Linked DNA regions of Zea mays: region 1 is linked to region 2. The links are chromatin contacts, called in public Hi-C maps. All regions are on one chromosome and are shown on one strand. The core of a region is the stretch at or near the end of the contact, and the rest is flanking DNA. Distances in the headings are between cores, read along the strand shown. Region 1 holds the start of LOC100193441. Region 2 holds the start of LOC100279004 (glutathione S-transferase T1).

Region 1 (5,818 bases), core at 2,381-4,880, 240 kb before region 2:
AACCGATAAGCCTAGTACTTGATTGAACCTGCCCACAGACTTTACTCCTCATTGGACCTGAGACGGAGTCTCCTATGCCGGATTATGGTGGGTACAAATGTGGATATTGCACGGCGGCGGCCGGGGTCAATAGAGCATTGTACAGTAAGGTCGTGAGCCCTGTTCTGTTGCCGGGAAATCGATGGGGATGGCTCATATGTGTGGGGACGGAGTGCCCCTAGATGTCGTGTGTTTAGGTTTAACTTGCAAGGTTAAAAATCGATTCGAATCGTCTGTTTCTCGTAGCTAATGAGACTGCTTGATCCATTGTACTACATTGAGTAATAAGTGGAAATGAGGATACTAGCAAAAGATGTTGATTGACATAATGTTTGATACCATGTATGGATAGTTAGGTGCTCATCTAGTCTAAAATTATTATTCTAGAACTTGAAAAGCTACAACTTGTTTTAGACTCAGCTAGTGCTTTTGGCAGACCAAACCACTCAGCCAAACAACTTCATGGTCAAGAGGTAGAGGAGTAGACTCATCACACCGGGTAAGTCGAGTGGGTTGCTGCTTCCGCAGGAGACGACCAGGAGTAGTGTGGCCAGGCTTCGCCATGTTACTCGATTTTCTCCGTTAGTTATTTCCGCTGCATTAAAAATTATGGTTACTGTTTCTGAAACTCCGATAATGTAATCACTACTGATACTTCCTTAATTTACGATATTATGCTTTATTGTATTTCTCTGTGCCTCACCTTCGAGTGAGTTAGTGGTATTCGATCCTTGGTAAGTGGCTTTATCAGACTAGATAGGAGGGACTGACAGATTATTCCGATTTAAGTGTGTTGCTGCCTACAAGGCGTGACTCGACACTTAAGCTGCAATAATCTAGACGGTTCTGCTACAATTCTAGCCCCTAATCCCCTTCCTATTCAAAATTAAATAGAAACAGGATTCTAACCCTCAATCCCCTCCAATTCTCTTGCTTCTAAACAAGTCCTAACAATGTAAGTTGCAGGACTAAGGTTAACCATATTGACACAGCTGGACAGCAGGCACATTGCATAACTACAATCCACATCATGGTACCAGATTATACAACAAAAACGCCAGCACATACATATTTTTCATAGTTGACCAATAAGTCAATGTAGACAGATTGCAAAGAAGACATACACAAAAGACAGATAAAAGAGAGAGAAGCGCAAGCAAAACACATTGCAATCAGCAAGTAGGAACAGGCTGGAGAGTAACGAGGATCACACATCATTATAGGCAACACCAGCCAAAGTTTACAAGTAAAGTAGTTCGGCAGGACCCGGATTGAGATTTGGTAGAAATATAAACCGGGCAAAATTGGTGATCCTTCTCAAGCACTCCTACTGCAGTGCCAACAGGGTCTGCACTCTACAGTGCTAGCCAAAACCATCTTGTTCTACTTTGGGTGGATGAACTGAAATAAGTACTACTTGATGCCATCACTGGCAGAACACAACCATGATGTCATGGCGGAGGTGGCTTTGATGCCTCATCCTCATTGCCATGTTCCTTCTGCTCCTGATGATGATAACGACCACCACCACCACCACCTTCTCCGCCATGAGCCTTCTCCTGCAGCTGGTCCTTGAGCCCCTCCTGGTACGTCTCCACGAAATTCTTCATCGCGTCGGTGTACGTGGACGCGCGGGCCATGTAAATCCGCCGCAGGGCAGGCTTCAGCGTCTCTGCGCCACCCCTAGCGGCGACAGCGAGGTCCTCCAGCACAGTTGGCTCGCTGCTCGCCTTCCCCTTCCTGTCACTACCAGAGCTGGGGTGGCTGCCATTGGACGACTGCTCCTCCACGTCCTCGGCTGCCTTCTTGTAGTCGTTGGGCCTCAGCTCAGGGCCGATGTCCCGGACCCATGACGCGCCGTACAGCCGGGTGGCCTCCTTGAGGATGCACCAGCGTTCATGCCATGAGAGCTTGGGCCGCTTCTTGATGTGAGGAGGGTCCGGCAGTGACGACGGGAAGGCTATCTCCTTGAGGTCATACCGCACATAGTCATACAGCTTCCTGCACACGACTCTGAGCTTCATCTCCCTTTGTTTGCTCCCTTCTGCAGCGACTTGGATCTGATAGCAAGTTAGTAGGGGGCACCGTGCTGAATTAATCTGTCGACAACAAAGGAGCAACTAAAATGTCATCAGTGAGTATGCCAGCGACTAAACCCTTTGCACCCAGGTCAGGATGAAGCTGCTGATAAAATAGAGAAGAAAATAATGCCAACCGAAAACTGTAAAATGACAGCAAAACTAGCTAATGATCTGCTTGCTTGAACGATGCATGGCCTTGGAACAGCCCACAGGCTGCTGCTCTGACTGCTAAGTTCACCTTTGGGAAGAAAGCACATTTGTCCTCAAAAGTTACTTTGGCTGCTATATGAATATCTCGGATTCATGCTATCTTCTCAGAAATTCCATCCAAGCATTAGATGTGTCCCTAGTTTATATGTAACTTTAGCTGTGCTTGTCAGACGCAGAAAGAACTACATGTATTTTCTATGTTATTAGTAAATCGGGGGGAGCACCCTTGTGTATCTGAGTATCAGCTTCCATTATGAACAGTTGTACCGAATTTTAAGGCATGTTTTAGAATACATGAACTAAAAATATTTGGATTGAGGAAAACATTGCTTCTTTATATGTGACCCGCCACAGGTCTGCATTGCATACCTACAACTATAATGATAGCAAGGCAAATGCATCAGAGTCTGTCGACCAACTCTCACGTCAACAATGCAGAAATAGAGCAGCTGAAGGTGGATGAGATGGAGGAGGTCAGGAGGAGGCATTCTGATGTTAGCTAGTCTGACCTGTGAACGGAGTAGCACCATGTTACCAAAACAATGCAGGATTGAGGGGGGAGGAGAGAAAACAATCTTTTAAGGATAATTGTGCTAATACAAGAGCACAGCAAAATGGCTACAGCCTTTAGTACAATAATTTGAGCATGTAAACTGGCAGGAATCTAAAGCCTGAAAATCCATTTGTGCTATGAAACTAGCAAGCAAGATAAGATCATCAAAGTTCCCTTGATGAACTCTGGCATCAGGTACGCAAGAAACTGAATGCAGTTCAAATAGGAAGATGCGTTGAGGTATTACATCAAACAGCTTGCTTACACGAGCAAGATGCAACAGGCCTCGCCTAGCCACTGGCCATAGAGCATCGCCTTAGCATCAACAACGGCGTAAGAAGCCCTATGGCCGATCTAGGATTTAATAGCGCCCCGGGCCGATTTCAATATGGCAAAACTACAAATATACACGATACAAAACATAATGTGTCAAATGTACAATACAAAACAAAGTCCTCACCTTAATCCTCTGTTCCTCACCTGAGTCACTTCAATCTCTAAGGCGCCGAGCAGCAACACAGCACCCTCGCGCCCCTGCTAGCGCCTAGCAGCAGCACGCCAGCACCAGCGCACCGCCGAGGTGACGAGCCGCCGGCGTCGAGCGCCTAGCAGCAGCACCGCCAAAGCAAGCCCCGTGCGTGCCTGAGCCGCTGCGCGAGTACTACATGCACCTACGCGAGTGCCCCAGCCGGCTGCCCGCCGCCGCACAGCCCCTCGGCCACCGCTCGCTCGCGCGCAGGCGCAGCCTCGCCCTCACGGTCTCGCCAGCTCCCCAAACGCGAATGTGAATATCCTGGCCCAAACCAAATACCGCTATATGGGCCACGACCCGGCCATGCCCCAGCGGCCCGCGGGGCAGATCCGCTCCATTTATATCATAACCTTACGAGAGAGCCAGCTAACATATATATTTACTAGGTATAGGTCTGTGCGTTACTATGAAATTGATATGATAAAAATGTATTGATATACAAAAACACTAATTGTTATTCTATATTTTTGTTAATATCACTAAAGGAAATGTTTACATACCTTGCAAACATAAAAATAGAACGCACTTTCATCAAATTAAAAATAATGACAATGTTAAATATAAATATTAGCATCCTCACAAGATTAGAACAGTTATCTACAAGAAGTTTTATCTGAAATTCGGGCAAAATGCACAATCTCAGCAGTATAAAGAAGTATAATAAAATCATGGTGATAATGTTTAGCCAAAACAACTATATATACACATGTTCTGAAGTTTAATAACAGATAAAATTTAGATCTTGTTTTGATAAGCCATAATGAACAAAACAATTGAACTACTACATAACAGCTTGAAGACTGTTGCATGTATATCCAAAGGTTTATATTTTGAGTCACGCCGAACAGGCTACAGACCATAGACACAATTCCAACGGCGCAATTATACAATAATCTGTCAGATCGCTTGGAGTTGGCGGTCAAAAAAGTTGTCTGATGACTGGCACACGACACTGATAATTTCTTTCTTGTTTCTTAAAGCTGCTCCTGGAGTCTTCTTCCTAAGCTTTGAATGACTCGTATAAGGCTGCTGCATTAGATAACCTTTGGCCTTTCTTTTCCCATTTCGGAAACAATATGCAAACAAAATCAGAAGTATAAGGCTAAGTTGTAGACTGCGCACTTACCAAACTATTATTTGCCAAGGGCCCAAGCTCTATATTTTAGAATCACAATTCCAAACATTGTAAGAGAAACACAAAACTGATCAAAACTTGATGCTAATTCACTTTTCATGCAAGGACCAGAGATTGCTGAACAAAACTTTTAGAAACTACAAATATGAGATCTTACAAATTCATTAACTGGAACCAGATTATCACAAAGATATTACTTCGACCTATCATTCTCTGCATTTAAATTGAAGCTGACATTCAAAAAATAGTATTTATGTAATTAGGGACGTATGAACTTGCGTGTGATGAGGATGGGGTGGATACCAGAAATGTTGTACACTTACGCAGACAACATGGAGATTGAAATGAACACTACTTTAACCATGATTTTTTCTCCAACCTGAGATTTTGCCACATGGTCAAGGTGATTGAAGGCACTTGATTGAGCAATGCGTTTGATTTCTTTAGCATCATCTTCCTCATAAGCAGACAATAGCTTCATTGCACATCGATTCTGGTCGCTATTGAGGAAGGCTTGAACCCTATTAAACGACTTTACTTTACTCTTCATGGTTTGATGGGGGCAAAATAGCACATGGCACAAATATTGTTATACAAAATCCACCAATGTACAACTTACTCTAAGCAGTCATTGTAGCATTTTTGAGCTTGCTGAAAATCATGTGTGTAAAGATAGATGATGATCGCACTGAGATAGGCCTGAATGCCAGAAACAAATTTTGAATCAGACAAGTTTTGTGTTCAAGACATAAATGACTAAGCAATTTTGTTTTCAAGACATGATCACAGATAAAGCTGAAAGATACAAATATAATGCGCTAATTTTTAAAATGATCAATTCATTAATACACATGTAGTTTTTGAATAATATATAAGCAATTTCAGTTATTAGTTAGAAAAAAAGATTACCTTGCATTGGCTATTGATGGCATTGCACTTATCAGCAGCTGAACCGAGTCTTGAAAACAAAGCAGCAGCATCTGAATATCAATCCAACGGACAAACATGGGAGTGAATTGTAAGATGGTCATGTTAGTTACTTGCAATGCTACATGATAAGAACATGCAAATCTATCAGTATACACGATTCCAAGGTGTTAGGTTGTAATACCCAAATTGTAAGGAAGAATAAAAGGAGCAATTGTTTCCCTTTATATATGTGTGTGCATCTCTATTTATCATCACATGTGACTACTCATGTAAAAAAAGTAAAACCTTAATAAGACACAAATAAACTATTGCATCACATTGGATTTTTGTTTGTTTGT
Region 2 (6,350 bases), core at 3,846-6,345:
CACATCAAATGCACCTCGTGTTGCAGGTAACAAGCCTCAAATAGTGACCACTTCTTCAACAATTTCCTTGTTTCAGTAGACCTCCCAAGTGTTTGTTGCAAATATGCAGTATGGTCCCATTTCTCTTTTGTCCTATTTCATATTCTTCATACGTTTAAGGTCATTGCCTCTTGCTGTTAAATTTTCAGTTTTGCTCTCTTAGGTGATTATTCTATTAACCAACTTATTCTCGTGGTTTCCATACAGGAACACTTTCTCAAAAGTGTATCCAGCAATGTATATTGATAATGTCACTGAACTTGCATTTGACGATGTCACACCTGAAGATCCTGATTTTCCATTCATACAAGGTGAGGCATGTCTCGAAGCTAAGTTTATGTATGGATTAGTGAATCATCATTGTGTAATGTTATGTCATTCATGTTCATTCCAATATACCCATAGGCCTAGCAGAAGCTGGATTGATTTCTAGCAAGCTTTCAAGATCTGATATGAATATCCCAGAAGATGTTCATGACAATCATATCTCGGCTGTTGAGTCTGAAATGGAAGTTCTGTTGTTGAGTCTGAAATGAATATCCCAGAACATTCTGGTCAGGGGCAGAGCTGCTGTTGAGTCTGAAATGGAAGTTCTGTTGAAGTTGAGGAGTGAGGTAGAGGAACAGCTGCAGAACGTACTGAGCAAGAAGGTGGAGGTGTCGTTCAAGAAGAGTAGGATTGAGAATCTCCAAAAGGAATTTGAGAGTGATAACTCGGCTGTTGTGCAACTTCAGTATGAGTTTGAAGTGGAGAGGAAGGCGTTATCTATGGCAAGGCAAGAAGAATTCTTGACATCTGAGATTTGATCATTTTGTGCATATTATTTCATTGTGCATGATGTTATTGTGCTCTTTAATTTAACCAGGGCTTGGGCAGAGGAGGAAGCCAAAAAGGCCCGGGAGCATGCACGCGCCCTTGAGGAGGCCCGGAACCAATGGGAGCGTCAAGGAATCAGAGTTGTTGTCGAAGGAGAACTGAAGGATGACGCCTCAGCTGGGGTGACATGGGCTAACGCTGGCAAAGAACACGCAGTCGACGAGTCTATCAACCGGGCGGAAGCTCTGCTGGAGAAGCTCAAGACAATGTCTGGTGAGATGGAGGTGCGGTCTCAGGGTGCGGTGGAGAGAGTGATGCAGCATGTGAGGTCCTTCATCGCAATCCTAAAGCAGCAAGCTGCAGATGCAAGGCAGTGGTGTACCGAGTTTGGGGCTTGTGCTGCTTCCAGGGCAAACGAGGTATCAGCACAAGTGAAGGGAAGCGTATCTGCGTTTGGTGCAACCCTTGGAGACAAGTCGAAGAGGGCAATGGAAGAGTGTAAGGACGGCCTGGAGAGGATTTCACACAGATTCAAGACAGACTAGATACCAATTTTGTTGTTTGCTTGTTTTTTTGGGGATGTTGTTGTTGCAGAGTTGTTTACTATAGCATGCTGGAACGAACAGTAAGTAGTTCCCGACCGTGGCCTTCTGGAATAAGTGCAACGAAGCACTTGTGGCCTTCTGGAATAAGTGTAATTAATACCAACAGTAATTAATAATAGTTCCCATTTATTATATTATATCACAAGATCGATCTGTCTGTCTGTCTCTCTGTCGCTTATTGTGCCTTTGGTCGTCAGAGCTTTGATGCTGTTTTGAGCTTTGTGCTCGGCTCAAAAGCCTTGCTGCTGCTGCCTTGCACCATGCATGCCTTCTTCACTTGGAAAAGGAGCTCGTGGGCTTCCTCAAAATGAGGGCTCGTGGCTTTCTTCACCTTGTCCATCCAGACAAGGATCCTCTCATGAGCTCCCAGGAATCGGTCACGGACCTCATCGCCAAAGATCTGCAAACATACAAGGGCTCATCATCGCTGGATCTGGATAGCAGCAGCAGCAAGCAGTAAGCATGCATACCTCCAACTGCATTATCTCACAGACAAGGCTCAGATCTGCAATCGATGGCTGGGGGCTACCTAGCAAGAACTTGGCATCGCCTTTCAGCCATACCGATTCGATCACCCCCAGTGACTGCATCACAAGCTTCTCTGCTTGTTTCACAGCCTCATGACTTGTCGTAAGACCAAGGAAGGGAGCCAATGCAGTGTGCATTACAAGGGTTGCTGCACCACGCCGCAAATTTGAGTGATGCCAATCCAAGATTGACTCAATTTTGGCTCTGGTGAACAAGTCAGCAGGATACCTATATCATAAATTAAATCAGAAAATAGCATTCTCTACCATTGCAGGGTGTTAGTCCCTTCCTAAAGAGTTAAGCTGCTGGCAAGATGTTGCAGAGTTGAGCTGCTGGGTCCCTAGGCAACTTAGGAACAGCACAAAAACCATGGTGGTATCTAATCCAAAATATTACTAATTAATTACCATACTCGGATTTAACTTGAACGATCAACAAAGATGAAGTGCTTGTTACACATAAAATTGCCACATCTACATTAAATGCCATTAATATTGTATACACAACGACGATCAATAAATCATAATATTCCTAAAAGATAAAGCGACACTTGTGGAAATAAAATAAGTTTAGTGCTAATATGTAACGCACCAGTGGTCAGCAACTCCAGGGAAAACCGATGCAAGATACCTCAAAATCGCATGACTGCCACAAAAGCAATTTTTTCACCACAAAACATCAAGTATTACAACTATAAATTGGACAGTTTAAGCATGTACAAAAATAATTGCGTATAACAAAAATAATATTGTAACTAGATGATCCCAATCATATCAATAAAAACAACAATAACAACAAAGCCTTTTTAGTCCCAACTCCCAAGCAAGTTAGATAGACTAGAGTTCAAATCCAACAGAAACCATGAATCAAGTAGTTGCATTGTTACTTGTGTCCTTTTGAGTGATCCGGACGTTTTCCTGCTTGGTTAATGATGACAATATGTCTTGCATGGTTTCTTATGGCAAGAAATTTCCGATTTTGACCATTATTTACAGCAGCAACATAGCTGATGAAAGGAACTAATAGATGATGGATGCTTCTGGCATGTAGTCTGTGAGGTGCTGTCATTTGCATGCAGAGTAGCGTTTACTGTGTCTCTTGCAGTGTACTGTTGTCGAGAACATGGATAACTTGGAGGCGAAAAGGGATGAAGTCTAAATAACAGGAAGACAATGGAATTCAGTTGGGAAGTTTTGTCCTTATGCCTTCACTAATTGAGTAGGTTCCAACGCGAGTAGAACTCGACTAGGTGAGTGCCCATGCGTTGCAACGAGGACATATAATATCACGGTAACTTATGTATTATATGTCTTCGTTGCAACGCACGGGCACTCACCTAGTAGATTCAAGAAGAAGGAAGCGTAAGAATCCCTCGTCCGAAATGCCATCACAGCAGTTTGAACCGAGAACCTCCCTATACTATGTAGCGACGCCTCCCCGCTTGCCCCTTTCGAGTAAGGTAATCTATCCCTAGCTTTCCTAAGTACTTGGCCAAGGGCATCCCATTCCACCCTTGTGGTAGCACTGTTTTCCCGGTTGGTTCTCCATGTTCCAATTAACATGATGATCTTATCACGAACAATAATTAAAACAACAACAACATAATTGGAACATCATCATAATATAACATTAATTTCCCAAAACTAGGTAGAGCAATAGCAAATCTACCCAATAGTTCATTTGTCAGCAAGGTATGGGGTAAACAAAACTAGAGAAACCTATTGGGTCCCATCAAATTAACCTGGGCATACCATGGTGATTAACATGAGCATTATTAGGTAAGGAAAGGTGATCAAGGGCATAACTTGCTTTACACTTGAGATCCCAGGTACCAAGTTGGTCTTTAGATTCTCATGACCTCACCGCTATTCGTAGTAGTACATACAAATAGACAAGGAGCACATAAAAATAACAGTACACCAAACATGAGAACAAACAACGTAAAAATATTCGACGCGATGCTACGAGAGCGGAGGTTCGAGAACCACTAAAATCGGAGTTATGATTCAGAAGATATAGTTTTCTCAAGTTTTAGGTGATTAAATGATAATATCTCATATGTTATAAATCATGTGAGAAAAATATTACGAAGAAACAACTAATTCAACTTTAGTACATGTTATCACTTGATTAGATATCATGATTTAGTCAGATTATAATTATAGATAGGTTAACTTTAATTAGCAAGCTTAATCTACTAAACATGGATTAAACAATATCTAATTAAAAGAATATGTGTTATGATAAAACTAATGTTGTTACTACGTAGAAAATGTTATTACGAAGCTAACACAACTTAAACGAATCAAATCAGAGTAAAAACGGATGAGATAGGGGTTTTTTTTAAGATTATTAGATTTATTCCTATACTTAAAATCAATTATCAAATTTTATTTTATATCAATAACCCAATTGGTGGTTACAGTTAATATTTCTCAAGAGCTCGGGGTTGAAAACACAAATTTCAGGACCTATATGTACTGGTCTTTATGTAAAGATGGACTGCAGGTTGATTACCCTGAACCCGTGGGGCTCTTTTGCAATAGTGCTGGGCCGAAGGGGTATTGGGTGATCACAGCCGTTGGATCAAAGTCCTATGCCTAGGATTAGATCTAAACCCTTGTGAACAGTAAGCAATGGTAGCCGCATAGATCTAGATCAACGGCCCCGGCCACAAATAGACATGATCTGATCTCATCCATGTGATACCGGATCAACGACACTAGTCAAACATCTAGAGGGGTATGCCATCCTCTAATCGCAGTCGCCCGATCGATCGAGGGTTCAGATTAGATATTCATTAACTCAAACTGGTGTGTGTCCGGGACCATAGTCCTGAGATCTACGACCCACAATACACAAACGAAGGGGTTTCCAGCTTATGATCCTGCTCGTCCATCGATGATCTAACGGCCATCCACCCTCCTCTAGCCCCCAACTCTGAGCACGGCGGCAGCGCACTCCGGCGAGCCCTCCAACCCAACGCGCCAGAGCACCAAAACCGAAACCGGCCATTACTACATCATGTGGACACGAATTCAAACAAATGTTGAAGGTTCATACCCGGATCTGGTCCGCCCACAAAGCAGTGCGGCATGGCGGTGGAGAGATTACTCCGACGAGCAATTCACGTCCATGTTGTGGCTTCCCATACTCGAAACAGCATTGACCCCGATTAGCGCTCCCTAGTGAAGCACCCAGGCCGTCGTTGAAGCCTTGGCAACGGCAAAATCGAAGATTTGCTTGCGGCGACGGACCCATGGTCCCCTCTACTCACGATGATGACCACAACATTCTCCCAAATCTCACTGTGACCCGAGGTCGATGGATGGAGGGACACCTTGGTCCTGCTTATATACTCCTGAGGCCAGGTCCAAGGTAGGCGGGGTTGGCCGGTGAACGGACCTGAGATCCCCGGCGGCTCCACCGGGTTCGGTTGCAACGAACCGAGCTAGAAGTCGGTACTAGTGAGGTGGTCCCAGTCGTCAGTGACCATGCACATGCGATTGTGAGGGTTGGGCTGCTGACGCGGGCTGTTCCAGGGCAACCAACAAAGGGGGCCCACTCGACAGTGTCAAAGAGAAACAGGGAAGGGGAGAAGTGGGCCAAGTGGGGCGTGAGTGCGTGGTGTGGACCTGGTAAGGTGGACCGAGACGTGAGGAAATCGGCCCACGAGCAGGTTTGTCCCTTTTTTATTTTATATTTCCTGGTTTTAGTTTAATTCTTAGAGTTCAAATTCAGATTTAAATTCAAACAAATTCCAAACGCACAATCAAAACTCCAATATGAATGCAACAATATTTTATCAATCTATTTATTTATTTAAGCAAATGCTTCTAGCTATGCAATTCACGTGTAAATAGTTTATTTTGGAGAAGATAATATTTCTATTCTATTGTTCCTATAAAGATATGGTTTAACTTAATCCCTTTTAAAAGGTACTTATAAATCAATAAATATATAATATATGTATATTTAAAAGAAAGATTAACTAAAATCATGAATGCATACTTTTGTGAGGTATTTATTAAAAATCCTATTTTGCTTTAGGAGATGTAGCTTCAAAAATATTATTAATAGACTCTTTGATTGTCTTATTCATTGATTTTTTTAACCCCGAAATAAAATTTCAGGTGTTACAGACATGGAGATTGCAATGTTGAGGCAACAGTTGGAGTATCAGAGGGAAGTGTTGAGGCAACAGGCAGAGTATTAGAGGCTGCAGGCTAAGCACTAGAGGTAGCAAGCTAAGCACCAGAGGCAAAAAGATGAGTACTATGTGAACCTCTGAGCCTAGAAGTAAGATAAGCACTAGAGGTAGCAACAGAGGCCTAGAAGTTAGAGTAATATGTTATTCGTAAC

The links. A called contact is a pair of places that touch in the nucleus more often than the background predicts.
Region 1: a Hi-C map of tassel shows a contact between it and region 2, with 5 times the contacts expected there. The contact joins the promoter of LOC100193441 here to the promoter of LOC100279004 in region 2. A contact is called at or near these places in 4 of 25 Hi-C or Micro-C datasets (ear, leaf and tassel).

Annotation. Positions count from the first base shown.
Region 1 is chr6:44,620,986-44,626,803 of Zm-B73-REFERENCE-NAM-5.0, reverse strand. LOC100193441 reads right to left here and starts at 3,630. Exons shown (of 2, transcript NM_001138560.1): 1 at 3,364-3,630; 2 at 1,116-2,159. The coding sequence starts at 2,063. The coding sequence ends at 1,491. It overlaps LOC118472177 (a long non-coding RNA gene), which reads right to left and starts at 5,515. Exons shown (of 3, transcript XR_004850118.1): 1 at 5,460-5,515; 2 at 5,170-5,249; 3 at 4,179-5,071.
Region 2 is chr6:44,379,810-44,386,159 of Zm-B73-REFERENCE-NAM-5.0, reverse strand. LOC100279004 (glutathione S-transferase T1) reads right to left here and starts at 5,095. Exons shown (of 4, transcript XM_020539918.2): 1 at 5,052-5,095; 2 at 2,580-2,633; 3 at 1,931-2,216; 4 at 1,214-1,860. The coding sequence starts at 5,095. The coding sequence ends at 1,654. It overlaps LOC109940605, which reads left to right and starts at 587. Exons shown (of 2, transcript XM_020540184.1): 1 at 587-814; 2 at 905-1,592. The coding sequence starts at 624. The coding sequence ends at 1,400.